2 separate regions of the Sus scrofa genome follow, and region 1 is linked to region 2. The links are chromatin contacts, called in public HiChIP or PLAC-seq maps. All regions are on one chromosome and are shown on one strand. Each heading gives the region's core, a stretch centred on a gene start, on an enhancer-like site or on the middle of the called end of the contact. The rest is flanking DNA. Distances are from core to core; before and after follow the strand shown. Region 1 holds the start of LMBR1 (limb region 1 protein homolog). Region 2 holds the start of NOM1 (nucleolar MIF4G domain-containing protein 1).

Region 1 (4,596 bases), core at 1,797-4,296, 35 kb after region 2:
GGAACTCCTCCCTCCTAAATTTGATGTGCAGATGCTAGAAGAAAAAAAAAAAAAAGCGCTAGGATGAGTAACTAAAGCTGAGGAAGATGGTACCTGACAATTTATTAGAGCCCATGAACTTCAATGATTGACGTCAACCTGCAGTAGTTTAATGTCTCTTCATGATATTACCTTAAGGAAGATGGTGCAAAATTATTTCTTCCCGGAAGCCCAAGCAGCGCCCTGTCTAATATCTTGGAAAGCATAGCATGATGCCCAGGAGCACAAGCAGGTGAGGCCTCACAGCGTGGCTGGTGGTTAAATCACAGGAGGCCGGGTTCTCTGGGAGCCTCTCAAGAATCCACCCAGGCAGAGTCAGAAGGCTCCGAGTGTGGGGGTTGGCAGGGAAGACTTTGCAGAGATGGGAAGTTTTGGTGTGGACCTTGAAGAGTGGTGGCACGGAAAGTGAACTGGGGCAAAGAGGGCATGGAAAGGGTGAAAGTTCTTGGCCTTGGCAATGGAAGGACAGAGGAGGAAGCCAGGCTGCAGGAAAGGGCTCTTTAGGGAGTGAAGTGGGGAGAACAGGTGGAATGGGTGTGGGGGGGAATCCCCAAAAGTCAAAGTCTTAAACGCCGGTTAAGGAGTCTGATTTTATTCTTCAGTTAATGAGAATGCTGCATTGCAGTGCTTTCAGCAGAGGGTAACACCTGCCTTTTGTGGGATTCATGTTTTAGGGGGATGCATAGGAGAGAGTGTCAGCTGGGGTGACAGAGATAACTGGCCCATCCATTTCCGGTTTGGGCGAGACTTTTTACACAGTGACAGTTGGAGGGTGCCCAGGGGCCACAAGAAGGGGCAAGCCTTAAGGCACAAGCACCTCTCAATAGCTTCCTATTTTATTTCATTTTATTTTTCTTTTTACGGCCACACCTGCGGCATATGGAAGTTCACTGGTTGGGGTCAAACGGGAGCTGCAGCTGCTGGCTTACACCAGCAGCAACACTGGATCTGAGCCATTCGTCTGTGACCAGCTTTCAGCAACGATGGATCCTTAACCTGCTGAGTGAGGCCAGGGATCAAACCTGCATCCTCACGGAGACTATGGAGACTGCTGGGTTCTTAACCCGATGAACCACAGCAGCAGCTCCGCTTCCTGTCTTATAAGATCCCTTTAGCCAGAGCAATTTACATGTGCAAGGCCCAGAGTCAAGTGGGGGAAACAGGGTCCACTCCTTGCTGGGAGATCAGGCAAAGCCACAAGGCAAAGGGGGGAGTGTGCGGGGAAGAGCTTGTGGCCACTTTGAGGTCTACCACCCTGAGCTGAGCACTGAGGTACCAAAGACAGGGAAAAACTAGATCAAAGCGGGGGTGAACGTCTATACACAGCTGCATAAGAAAATTAAAAGGTCCAGAGAGCTGGAGTGTTGAGTTAGAAAGATGAGCAATGCCATATGCTTCCACTTTCTGGAACACAGGCATAAGGTCACACATCTTAAAATCAGATCCGATCGCCCCCTGATTTGCGAGATGACCCTGAAATTATCCAGGTCTTCGTGTCATTCAGGAAGTTACCCAGCTCCCAGAAACTGAATGTTCCGAAAAAAAGGTGCTTCTTTGTCTTTTCCTGGTTCTTTAGGGCTCTGAGACATCTAAAAAATAAAGACGAACACTGAATTTAACCAGGGGGAAGTTACTCCTGGTTTCTTATCAGCCTATGGTAGCAAGAGTACTAGTAGGCTCAGAACAAGCCTCATATTCTCCACGACCTCACTACCGACATTTTCTGGCATAAGGCATCAGAGGCACAGTTTTGGGGGGGCCTGTAAGCTTTTCATGGCTCATTAAAAAAGTTGGATTCTTGGAGGTCCCATTGTGGCACAGTGGAAATGAATCCGACTAGGAACCATGAGGTTACCGGTTCGATCCCTGGCCTTGCTCAGTGGGTTAAGGATCCAGCATTGCCCTGAGCTGTGGTGTAGACCAGCAGCTGTAGTTCCGATGAGACCCCTGGCCTGGGAACCTCCATATGCCGCAGGTGTGGCCCTAAAAAGACAAAAGCCAAAAAAAAAAAAAAAAAGTTGGATTCTTGAAAAAAATTTCAAAATCACAAAAATATACTTCAAAATCTAAATTAATATCTATTATAAAAATTTGAAAGCAATTTGTAGATTTTCTCACTTTCCAAGAATTCTCAGAGATGCCACAAAATCACAGCCTGCAGTAATTTAAGTGACTTTTTTTTTTTAGCTATGCTGGGGGCATGTGGAAGTTTCCGGGCCAGGGGTCGAACCTGCTCCACAGCAGTGACAATGCAGGATCCTTAACCCCAGGCCACCAGGGAACTCCTAAGTGACTTATTGCTTAAAAAAAAATCCGAAGGTAATATGATAAATACGCCTTCAAGTTCATTTTTATCGCAAAAAACCCAAACAATAAAAGATACTTAATGCAGAATGGGGATGAATCACCGTTTGGTGGCCCCCCAAGTGAACCTTCGGTGTAGGGTCTCAGCAGGGTCGCCCCGATCGCCCTGGATTTGGCAAGGACCTCACATTCCGAGCTATCTGCGTTTTCCAGGTGGGCAAGCCCAAGACCTTGGCAGCTCAAGGCCCTTATCGGACCCAGAGAAGCCAGGTTTCCGCGGTTTCCGCCCAAAGCGCGTCCTGAACCTCTGGTTTCCGACCTTCACTTTGGCAGAGGGAACGTTTCCGTGGGAGACCTCCTGCCGGACTCCGCCAAGTGCTCTGCAGCGGGGCTGGCGCTGGGCGAGGGCCGACTGCAGCTGCGGTAAAGGATAACTCCTATTGAACCCGTGCGCTGGCGCGCCAACCTCCGTTATTTCACCCTCGCAGTAGAGTCAAGGGGCGCTGCAACCCGGCCCTAACACCTAGCCCTTCTCTGGGCCTCCCGACAGCAATCCCTCCGGCGCAAGCCCGCCTCCCTGGGGGCGTGACCAATGGCCCGTAGCCACGCCCACACCCCGCCCCTCGGCCTCAGGCCCTTGGGCCCCTCAGGCGCGGCGGCGCGCTCCTCTGACGCGCGGCGCCTTCTTCTGACGTCAAGCCCCGCCCCGGCCCCGCCCCGGTCCGCGCGGTGCCCGCCCTCAGCAGTCCGAGCGGCTTCTCCTGAGGCGGCGGCTGAGGTAGCGGCTGGGGTCGTGGTCGCGGTCCCCGAAGCGGCCGTCGGTCCGCCCGCTCCGGCGCGGCCGTCCAGCCCCTCGGGCCGGCGGGCGATGGTGCGGCGGAGCGCGCGGACGCGGGCGACGCGGCGGCGGGCATGAAGGAGGATGGAAGGGCAGGACGAGGTGTCGGCGCGGGAGCAGCACTTCCACAGCCAAGTGCGGGAGTCCACGGTGAGCGCCCCCCGCGCGGCCCCCTGCGTCCCTCCCCGTCCCCCGGCGGCGGCCTCCCCAGGGCCACCTCCCCGCCCCCGGCTCCGCCCCCGCCCCGCGCCCACCTGCCCTCCATCCACTCACCTGTCTCCCCCCCGCCCCCCGCCGGGAGCGCTTCGGGGCCACCTGCGCCCCCTCATCCGGTGTTCTTCCGGGCGAGGTGGCGGCGTCCGCCCTCCCGGCGGTGGACGACCCGGGGCCCGCGCCCACGCTCCGTGGCCTGGCGCGCGCGCGGCCGGCTCCGTGGGCAGGTGTGCGGGCGGGCCCCTCGCTGGCGCGGTGAGGGCGGCATCCGCAGGGCGGCTGGGTGGCTCGCCCGGGTTTGCACACTCCGTCCCGCCCTCGCCCGTCGCCCTCCTCCCTGCTGGTGCCGAACCCAAACCTTCCGTCTCGGCGTGGAGGCTGGCGGCTGATGGGACTGCGGGCTGAGCGACCGTCCTTTGTGCTGGAAGCAGCTGCTTGAGGAAGTCATCCTTCCTCGGTCCCCTCTCTCCTGCGTTGCTGGCAGGGGTCAGGAAGCAGGGCTTGGCTTTGGAAATCTGCTTTGACGTTTTTACCTTTTCGTGATGCACCGGGACACATTATGGCTGTGCTTATTTGTGTTTTCGTAACAATGAAAAACATAAACTGTATGTATTTGTATTTACCTCTCCCCTCTTCCAATTTCTGTCAAATCCAGTCACTCTCTTGGTTTTTGGTGAAAAACTTCTGGTTGGGAATTTCCTGGTTTGTGTAGTTATTGATCTTGAAAATTGAGAGTCACTTTGCCAAGTCATACCTTGGAGTCAAGAGATACAGAGTCTGAACTGGTAGCATTTGATACAGCAGATTTAGTTTAATTTTTTATTTGGAGCTAAAATAAAGAAGTACGTAATCATACATCTTCAGCTTGAAGCATTTCAAACCAAACACCCCTGTGTAATCCTGAACACTGAGAAACAGAGTGTCACTAGCATCCCGTCCCTTTTCCTGGTCCAGTTGCTCTCCACTCCATCAAGAGTAACCACTGTCCTGGCTTTAATAGTTGAGCTTGGAGTTCCCGTTGTGGCTCAGTGGAAACAAATTTGAATAGTAACCATGAGGATGCAGGTTGGATCCCTGGTCTCACCCAGTGGGTTAAGGATCCTGTGTTGCCGTGAGCTGTGGTGTAGGTCTCAGATGCAGCTCATATCCCGAACGGCTGTGGCTGTGGTGTAGGCCGGCAGCTACAGCTCGGATTTGACCCC
Region 2 (4,377 bases), core at 959-3,458:
ACACAAAACTTACACTGAATAAATCTCATTTTCCGCCTTGCTATATTCACACTCGGAAGTGAAATCCTGGAGTTCCCATGGTGGCTCAGTGGTTAACAAATCCGACTAGGAACCATGAGGTGGCGGGTTCGATCCCTGGCCTCGCTCAGTGGGTTAAGGATCCAGCGTTGCCATGAGCTGTGGTGTAGGTCACAGACGCCGGCCTGGATCTATCATTGCTGTGGCTGTGGTGTAGGCCGGTGGCTACAGCTCCAATTGAACCCCTAGCCTAGGAACCTCCGTGTGCCACAGGTGCAGCCCTAGAGAAAGACAAAAAAAAAAAAAAAAAAAAAAAAAAAAAGAAAGAACTGGTAGAAGCTGTCACAGTACATAGCCAACATCAGCTATTACCGAGTGTCCAGTCCAGTCCTGCAAGCACTCCACTCCCTGGGATGGTGGGCGGCACCCTTTCGGTTAAAGTCAACTGCAGCTCACCGCTTCTTTTTCCCCTTGCAGCTCAGAGCTGGCTGTGCCCTCCGGCGTCTGCCCAACAGAGCTCATATTCTACTCTTGCCAACCTTCACTCACAGTCGGCCCAGCAGCACGCAAACACCTCAATTAAAGGCACCACCGATTCTGGAGGAAACATGTCCCCCAGTAATTTCAAACTTCTTCAAAACTAATATCTAAATTTGCAGGCTAAAATCAGAAGCCACCCACTACTCACTATTTCCTAGATTTTCAACTGAAAGGGTTACAATCCTGGACACTTAAGTGACAAGCCTTCAGAAGACAAACATCTGTAAGGCGTGATGTTTGCTGTTAGACTTCATGCTTAGTTGGAGAAAGCGCATTAATGAACAAAGAAACTTAACCTTGAGACACCCATCAGTATGTCAGTTACACCTCCCAAGGCTGTGAAAGACCCAGGAACAATTTAAAAATAAAGTTGTGAGAGAAGACCAGAAGACCCCCAGGGAATGCTCACAAATGCCAAGGCGCCGGGGACGGAAATGAAAGACGGTTCATATTCTGAAGGAGGGGAAACAGATTCCCAGAGGGGGCTGAGATTAACAGATAAATACAAACAGAGAAAAACTGTGGAAAGGCCTTGCAGACAGAAGAAATAACACACTTAGACGCAAAATGCTGAAACATACCTGGTCGGTTGTGCTAACATCCTTTGACGCATTTTCACTCCTCTCTCCATCTTCAGCAAAACGGACTCTCTTTTTCCTCCCTTTCTCCTCCGCTCTCCCTTCGGCTCCTCCTGCTTTTCGCTCTTCCTCTTCTTGGTCGTCTTCACCCGCCTCCATGTCCTCCTCCTCGTCCTCCTCTCCCTCCTCGTCCTCGCTCTGCGCTCCCAACTCGCCCTCGCTCTCCTCTCCCACGTCCTCCTCCTCCCGGTCGTCCTCTGGGTCACTCTCTACATCACTTTCGGGGGCCGTCTGTCCCGCCTCCTCTTCCTCCTCCTCCTCCTCCCCGCTGCTTTCATATAAGCCACTGTTTCTCCCAGACGCCAGGGCTCCCAGAATGTAGTCGAGCCCGTCGCGCGCAAAGCTGAGCGGCACGGAGCTCCCGTCGCCCTTCTTTCTGCGCTTGTTCAAGCCGAGGCACCGCTCCAGCTTTCGGATCTCCCGGTCTTCCTCTTCGTTGGCCGCCAGAAGTGCCCGTTTCCGCGCAGCGGCGGCGGCAGCTGCGGGGGCCGTGGTCCTCCCGGGGGGCCGCCGGGCCGGGGCAGGGGGCGCCGGGGCCCGGACCAAGGAGGCCTGGGCCGGGGGAGGAGGCAGCCCCTCTGAAGCCCGCGGGGCCGGCCGGCCGCCCTTCCTCTGCTCCGCCTCTGCCCGCGGCCCGCTCTCTCCCCCGGCTCCGCCGCCCGAGCCCGGGCCCTGCCTGGGGCCTGCAGTCCGCTGGAGCCGGCGCGCCTTCCTCAGGTGCCGCTTCTCCTTCCTCAGTTCCCTGCGGCTTTTCCTCCCGCCCGGGCGCCTGCGACCCTGCACCGCGGGCCCCTCGCAGCCGCCGGGGGTCTCGCCCTTCGAGGTCGCCTGCACGAACTCCTCCACAGCCAGTTTTAGCCGCTTCAGGGCCCCATCCCTGCCGCCCCCAGGCCCGCGTCCGGCTCCGCGTTTCCTGCGGGCCATGCGCCGCGGGAAGCCTACCCCAGGCGCCGCACCCGCTGTCTTGGACGCCGCCATCTTCCGGGACGCGCCGGCGTGGGACTTCCGGCCGGGCCGGGACTTCCGGGTAGAGAGCGGCGCGCTGCGCGGAACCCAGAGGAGACGGTGTCCCCTGCTGGCAGGAGGGCGGCAGCGCAGGGCGCCCCACGCGGGCAAAGGGTGCCTGCTTGTTAAGATTTGGTGAACTTTGTCTTCACGATGAGCACAAATACATTCTCGTTTAAAAATGAAAACCGTACGGATTCTGGTAAAGAAGGCTCCTAACGACGTGCTCATAAGCCCGAGAAGGAACCAACCCCGCTCACACCTTGATTTCTGACTCCCAGCCTCAGGACCCAGGCTGTACCTGTCCGCTGTTTGAAGCTGCCTCGTTTGTGGGGCTTTGTTACCGGGGAGTTTGCGCTGGAAGACTCATACAACAGAGGGAAGGTGGGAGTGAACCGTCCTTGGGGCTTTGTGGTGACCAGCAAAGGAAAACTCCAGGAGGCATCTGAATGGAATTCAACAGCCAGCTGGGCTTGGGTTCAAATCCTGACCTCACGCCTGTGTGGCCGGGCGCACCTCACTGAGACTCAGCTTCTCCATCCTCAGAGTGCAGTCATCAAAGCGCCCCTTACTCAGCGCTGTCTGAAGTTTAATAGCTTCTTTTTTGCTTTTCTTTCTTTTCTTTTGTTTTTTGTTGCTTTTTAGGGCTGCACCCACTGCATGTGGCAGTTCCCAGGCTAGGGGTGGAATCGGAGCTGTAGCCACCCCACAGCCACAGCCACAGCAACTCAGGATCTGAGCCATGTCTGTGACCTTGCAGCAACACCAGATCCTTAACCCACTGAACAAGGCCAGGGGTCAAACCCAAGTCCTCATGGGATACTGCTTGGGTTCCTTAGGCTGAGCCACAGTGGGAACTCCCCAAAATAGCTTCTTGCTTTTGTTTCATCCTGGAACTCACGCCATCCTCCTTGTCCCCTCTGTTGGGCTCTGGTCTGTCCCCTCTTTGTCATCTCCTTGGGGGCCGGGGGCTCCTCAGGTGTCCACCTGTGAAGGCTTGTTTGCCCGAGTAGCTGCTCCGCCTGGGAATGAGTGTTTCAAAGCTGAGGTGTTGGAGTTCCCGTCGTGGCTCAGTGGTTAACGAATCCGACTAGGAACCATGAGGTGGCGGGTTCGATCCCTGGCCTTGCTCAGTGGGTTGAGGATCCGGCGTTGCCGTGAGCTGTGGTGTAGGTTGCAGAAGTGGCTCGGATCCCGCTGTGGCTCTGGCGCAGGCTGGTGGCTACAGCTCCGATTCGACCCTTAGCCTGGGAAACTCCGTATGCCGTGGGAGCGGCCCAAGAAATGGCAAAAAGACAAACAAACAAACAAACAAAAAGCAAAGCTGAGGTGTCAGCTGTGGCTGATAAGCTCCTTCTGGGAGAGCTCCAAACAACCACCACCTCACCAGACTGCAGTCCCCTCTGTTCCTGGGGGAAGGGTCTCCCGGGTGCAGCCCCCAGGTCTAGGGCTGAGGAGCGGGTAGAGGGGGTACCCCGGGCTCTTGCAGCCCCGGCCTCTCTCATCCAGTTGTATCTCTGGCACTAAAGGGGGAACAGTCACCCTCACTGCTCCCCCATTTTAGCAGGATCTGAAAGGGGCCTTGCCAATCTCTCTGCAAGTGGAGTGAGCACGGGTCCGAGGGCCTCAGGATTCTCTGCATCCTTTCCATCCTGAGACTGGACTTGCTCAGAAACTTTCTTTACTCTGAAGCCACGACTTCCAAGGCTTTGTGGGGCCCGATGTGGGCAAATCCTGGGGGTGTTTTCGGCCCCAAAATCCTAACACAAAGGAGGCCTTTGCAGGGTCCTGGCTGCCACCCCCAGCCTGCGCTGCGGCTGGCCCTGCAGGGCTAGGGCGCATCCCTGGTCCTGGAGATGGGCTGGCCCGGAGGCCCAGGGGCTTCAGCATCTGCTTGCAAACATGAAACTCCTTGAATGACACAGGGGCTGACGCCTGTGTGACAGAGGGCCCGTGGCAAGTAGCAGGGCCAGGGTGCCAGCGTGTGCGTGTGTGTGTAGGTGTGTGTGTGTGTGTGAGAGAGAGTGTGCACGTGCACGTGTGTGGGCAAAAGGCAGGGCTGGAGAAGTGGCAGAGGCCGGGCGGGGAAGGTCTGGTCGCCCGTACTCGTCCAGATTTGCTTCTGGAGCAGTGGGGAGCCAGCACTGTCTTAGGTGGGCGTGTGGGTGAGACTGAG

Evidence for each region. HiChIP or PLAC-seq counts read pairs in DNA pulled down with a chosen protein or histone mark.
Region 1: an H3K27ac HiChIP or PLAC-seq map of skeletal muscle shows a contact between it and region 2. The contact joins the promoter of LMBR1 here to the promoter of NOM1 in region 2. A contact is called at or near these places in 1 of 47 Hi-C or Micro-C datasets (epiblast stem cells) and 1 of 2 datasets of contacts at active chromatin or transcription factors (skeletal muscle).

The regions. Positions count from the first base shown.
Region 1 is chr18:1,792,416-1,797,011 of Sscrofa11.1, forward strand. LMBR1 (limb region 1 protein homolog) reads left to right here and starts at 3,047. Exons shown (of 17, transcript XM_021079157.1): 1 at 3,047-3,331. The coding sequence starts at 3,266.
Region 2 is chr18:1,758,706-1,763,082 of Sscrofa11.1, forward strand. It overlaps NOM1 (nucleolar MIF4G domain-containing protein 1), which reads right to left and starts at 2,209. Exons shown (of 11, transcript XM_021078680.1): 1 at 1,140-2,209. The coding sequence starts at 2,174.